Linked DNA regions of Sus scrofa: region 2 is linked to region 1. The links are chromatin contacts, called in public Hi-C maps. All regions are on one chromosome and are shown on one strand. The core of a region is the stretch at or near the end of the contact, and the rest is flanking DNA. Distances in the headings are between cores, read along the strand shown. Region 1 holds the start of C8H4orf36. Region 2 holds the start of LOC106504776 (collagen alpha-1(I) chain-like).

Region 1 (2,700 bases), core at 108-2,607:
ATTGTGTTCTTTCTTGGCAAGCCATAAGCCATGGTGAATTTTTACAGTCCAGTTTCCTTACACAGGTGCCTGGTGTAATGACTCAGATTTTCGGTTGACTTTGCTTGAAATGATTGCCATGCACCTAATTAATGTTAAAATATTCATTTGGATACTTTTACTAGTCAAATAATCAAAATATTCAGAAAAAAATTCTGAACGTCCCTAATTAATGTTTATGAACTGAACTCCTACTGCAGCACCGTCTTTCGTGTTCCATGATGCCATTTTACCGTTTCTCGCCATGTAAGGAGAAAACGTCAGGTGAACAGCATCGGCATTCCGGCCCGGATTTTGTCATTGCCTACACTTGCCTAACTGGCTCAAACACCTCATCACCAAATCGTGTCTGGCGATGTGGCAACAAACAGGTCTGGGGGCACAGGAACTTTCCGTCTTCCGCTGGAGCCCTTTAAAGAATGCAAACCTTTCCACGTTTTCCCTTTTTCAAACTTCTGAACTTAAAAAGTGGCCCACTTTAAGCACCACACCCACTATGCACAAAGATTCCGGGAGCAACTGGCTCTGGAGATCAAGATGGAGATGGGGGGCAGGGAGCGAGAGGGGGGAGGAGAGGGGGCGAGAAGGGGGAGAGGGGAGGGGGAGGGGGCGAGAGGGGGGAGGGGAAGGGAAAGGGGGAGGGGAAGGGAAAGGGGAGGGGAGAAGAAGGGAGGGGGAGGGGGGAAGAAGGGAGGGGGAGGGGGAAAAGGGGAACCCTCCCAGCGCGCCGTCCCGCCAGAGCCCCGCTCCTCCTCCCATCGGCCCCACACGCGGGGCGAAGACGCCCGTTCCGCGCAGGCTTTGCGAGACGGGTGCGGGAGAGGACGCCGGCGCCCCATTACCGGCGCTCGGGGGTCGGGGAGGGACGCGGTCCCCCGCGGGTCGAGGGCCGCGCGCGCGCGCGCCCATCTAGGGGCGCATGTCCGCGCACGCGCCGCGAGCCCCCGCCTCCTTCCCGCTCGCGCGCGCGCGCGGAGCTGCGGGCGCCCCTGCGTCACGCCCCGGCCTCAATAAAGGCCTTTGTGGGGCCGGCCCCGCCCGCGAGGGCCCCGGGGTGCGGAGCCGGGGACGCGCGCCCGCGGGGCCCCACAGCCGAGGGTCGGCTTGTGGTTTGACGGAGCAAACCCGCCGCGAGGCCTTTCCCTGAAAACGCTTCCGAACCCCAGGGGGGTTGTGTGAAGCGACTCGGGGACGGGGTTTGGGGCGCCACTTACAGACACGCGCGGGCTCCGCCGTGGGGCGTCTCCGCGCGCCGCGGGGCGGGAGGGGACGCGGTGCCTGTGCCCGCGCGCCCGGGTGCGTCAAGGCCCTTTTAAACGCCAGGCCTCGGAACACGTGGTACGTGTTAAGCACATCATAGGATCAGAAAGCGTGGCCTGCTGCGCTCGCTTCTGAAGTCGTTGTGCGGTGGGGATTCAGGATGAGTCAATATTTTCATGCGTCAGATGGTCACCAGGTAACGTCAAATGAAAATAGTCCTCTTCCATCTTGCGTGAGGGTTTTGGAGCCACGACGGGTTTGGCATTCTAGTTCTGCCGCTTGCTAACTTGCAGGTCTTGCCTACGTAAGTTCTCTAAGCCTCAATTCCTCACCTAGAAAACAAGTATCATATCCTGTATATTACAGGATTGTTGTGAGGAGCGAAGATTGGGGCTCTAAGGTCTCTGCGGCAGAGGAAGAGCCTAGTCACAGCATCATTGAACAGGGAGGGATCACTTATTATTCCAAAATTACTTATTATTCCACCTGTAGAGAGGAGGAATGGACTAAGCTTTTAAGTTCATAAGCTTTTAGTTCATTTTAAGGTCCTTGACGACCGCACAGGGTCAAACAGCTTGTGAGCTGCAGGGCCAACTTTTGAATCTAAACACAGTACCCCTTCCACCCTGACAAGCTCCCTCTGATATTGGCTCCCAACTAATTAGAACAGGCTCCCAGAGTTAAGCCACCTGCAGCCAGTACGTTTGTGCTTCCCAGAAATTACAAGGTTGCTCTTTCACTGGGTTCCAGTACCGATGGAAAAGGAGCAGCCGGAAGTGAAAGGGGGTGTTCGTATTTTAACACATTGGTGGATTAACACATTCATGGATTTTGAGATCTCCATAGTAGATTTTGACTTGAATTTTTAAAGTAAATTAGTATCCTGGTGGGGGAGGGGAGATGCGTCTACTACATGCCCATAAGTGTTGTCAGTATTGTCCTGTGGAACCCACTCATGCCCGTGTGTATGTGCGGTTTCAAAATAAAATATAGTTCTCAGAGGGGACCTAAACGTTTGCAAGCCACTGTCTAGGATCATTTCATTTTAGTGACAAGGAAGCCAAGACTAAGCTGTTAGCTGAGGTCACACACGATGGGACAGAGATGGGCCACCTTGGAGTTGAAGTGGCTGTGGTTTCCTGGCCTGTTTTCTTTCTATAGGCAGAGAAATTAAGGCACAGGGAGGGGATGTGGTGGGTCCAGGGTCCCTCTGAGAGAAAGGAGTCTGTGAGTTCTCCACATGGGAACTTATTTTCTATGCGTCTCCCTTTGAACAAATATGGTGGAAGGCAGAGCATAACGTCTGAAACGAGGTCATAAAAAGCATTGTGGCTTCCTCCTGAGGTCTCTCTTGGATCACGAACCCTGGAAGAGGTCAGCTGCCATGTTGGGAGGACACTC
Region 2 (2,700 bases), core at 98-2,597, 280 kb before region 1:
TACTGCAGATCTGCTCTGTGCGTGCTTAGGGAAGGGCTCCCGGAGTCTGTTTCTAATTTCTGTAAATGATTGTGGACATGGTGTGGTTAGAGGCCGCCCAGAAGAATGTGTATATGTAAGGGCTCGGAGAAGAGGGGGTGGGGGGGTGGGGAAGAGGGCAGGCAGAGACACTGCCTGATGCAAGCTCTTTCATTGCTTTTTTTCTGCGTGCTGGAGTTAACCACCCCTCGCCTTCGCTCATTACACAATACTGTAGCTCGGAAAGCTGAAGTTTGGTAAAGGCAAAAAAGTTTTCACTAAAGTTTCATTTCTCCCCGTCGTCTCTGTATTGGAGAAAGGGAGCGGGAACAGATATTACCACTAAAATATTACGTTTTCATTGGCCGTACACGTTTGATCGACACCTCCACACGCTTCCAGCTAATCTCTTCCACAGCCTTGTGTCATTTTCGTTTAATTGCATCTTAGAAATAAACGCGGTGACTTCATTGGGAACTGCCTGGAGCCGAGTTTACCTCTCAGAAAATGGGGCAATCGGGTTTGTTTTCAAGGCGGGGACCTAAACAAAATGTAGGACACCTGATCTGTGGGTCGAAGGGCGCAGGTAACTAGTTAGACATTTTAAAATTGAGCTTTCCAGAGTTTACTAAAGGATGGGAGGGGGGATAGAATTAGAAGTCCTTGTTTTATGAAACAGGCTTTGGTATTTTCCCAACGTCTTGGTTACTGGGTTGGCAGGGTCAGCGTGAAAACATGCTTTATGCTCATTGGCTGCTTGCATTGGTGCTAGGCTACAAATTATTTCTTCTGTTAATATCATTAGGAGTATTATTTATTAAGTTCATGCATGTGTTGATTCAGTAAATTCCTACAGAGGCAAATCATCTGCTTTGTGGCCCAATCCTAATTTCATTATACTTTTTTCAGAATAACTTTGTGTTCTAACTTTGATGTTCTAGAGGCTTTGTGGGAGTATGTGGGGGAGAGATGGTAGGATGGAAACTAGAATTAAAAATAGAAAAATAACTAGGATTAGTTATTAAGAAAAGGAACTAATCTGTAGTGTCTTTCACTTTTGTAAGTGTTTTTTTTTTTTTACAGTATTATGTAAATTTGTCTTTGAATTTACATTTTTCCCACCAAAACTTTTACTTGCTTGTAAAGCCTGCTTACTTTTTGGGGAGTGATTACCAACGTCTAAAAATATTTGTAAACAGCTTCAACTTTTCATGTCACAAGTAACATATGTATACAAACCCTTAAAACCATGGCAGTCTAAAGCATGGATTTTGATACTCTGATGAGGTCAAAAGTTGTAAAACTTACTTTGTGTTTTTCTGGAGGCATGCCTCCTATGCAGGAAGTAAACAGACTTGCTTAATCAGTTGTTTTTGGTAGATAATAGGTATCAATCTTGAAATGAGTATTTTTTAATTATTAAAAAACGGTCTAATCTTTGCCTTATTGTACTTTTAATAGGTTAAGGAGTGGATGAGAGGCCTTGCAGCTTCTCCTCTATCAGTTGAGGTTTTTGGTTTTGGTTTTGGTTTTGGTTTTTTTTTTTTTTTGGCTGCACCCACCTGAGGCATATGGGAGTTCCTGGGCCAGGGAACTCATCTGAGCCAGCAGCTGTGACCTGCACCACAGCTGTGGCAATGATGGATGCTTCTTAACCCGCTGTGCCAGGTCGGGATCGCATCCGTGCTGCTAAAGAGACCATGCCGGATTCTTAACATGCTGTACCACAGCAGGAACTCCAAGCATGTCTTTTTCTAGCTCATCTTATTGTCCAGCCCAAACGTATAGAGAAGGGGACTCCTGGGGACAAGCCCTGCTTCTGCTTCCTCTTTTTTTTTTGACAGGAGTTGGTAATTTTTAAATAATCTACAAGACTTCTCTGTGGTATAATAAATTGTGATTAATACCAGTTGAAATAGAAAGGAAATGCTACCATGCTCCAAGCCAGTGCATTTAAGAGATATTCCTGTTGAAGTTCCCATTGTGGCTCAGTGGAAACAAATCTAACTGGCATCCATGAGGACGCAGGTTCAATCCCTGGCCTCGTTCAGTGAGTTAGGGATCCAGCGTTGTTGCCGTGAGCTGTGACGAAGGTCACAGATGTGGCTCGGATCTGGTGTTGCTGTGGCTACAGCTCCGATTCAACCCCTAGCCTGGGAACCTCCACATGCCACAGGTGTGGCCCTAAAAAGACACACACACGCAGAGGTATTCCTGTCAACATGGTCCTGTTTTGGAATATGCTTTGGGAGAAGTCTGTGCCGTGAATTAGTACAGTGAGTTTTCTGCTGTCAGGCCTCTGATGTAACCAGGTGTGACTCATTTGAGTGTATGTCCCTTTAAAATGTCAGGCACCTGAAAAAGGAGAAGGCTGCTGGGTCTCAGGATAGAAGGATTAGCACTGATGGGAAGGGTCAGGGTCTGTTGCTCTGAATTTCCCTTTTTTTCCTCTGAGAACTTTCCTTAATTTGAAAATTAAGATGGGTTGAACGAGCCAATGGATTGAAAAAGCTTTGAATGAGTAAATTCATATAGAGCATTCCATGGTCTACGTTAAAGTTAGATGGTCACTGTAAATAGGTCACATCAAAACCGTGGTCCGTAAACTCTTCCGGGAAGAGGAATTCCAGTAATCTTGTGAGTCTAGGGGGCAAAATAAAAACATCTTTAAGACCCCTGTCT

The links. A called contact is a pair of places that touch in the nucleus more often than the background predicts.
Region 2: a contact with region 1 is called in a Hi-C map of embryonic fibroblasts, with 3 times the contacts expected there. The contact joins the promoter of LOC106504776 here to the promoter of C8H4orf36 in region 1. A contact is called at or near these places in 1 of 5 promoter capture datasets (fetal skeletal muscle), 5 of 47 Hi-C or Micro-C datasets (embryonic fibroblasts, fetal heart ventricle, heart right ventricle and 2 more) and 1 of 2 datasets of contacts at active chromatin or transcription factors (skeletal muscle).

Annotation. Positions count from the first base shown.
Region 1 is chr8:131,968,028-131,970,727 of Sscrofa11.1, reverse strand. C8H4orf36 reads right to left here and starts at 1,357. Exons shown (of 10, transcript XM_013979046.2): 1 at 1,254-1,357; 2 at 1-124. The coding sequence starts at 32.
Region 2 is chr8:132,245,927-132,248,626 of Sscrofa11.1, reverse strand. LOC106504776 (collagen alpha-1(I) chain-like) reads right to left here and starts at 1,347. Exons shown (of 5, transcript XM_021100555.1): 1 at 1,327-1,347. The coding sequence starts at 1,347.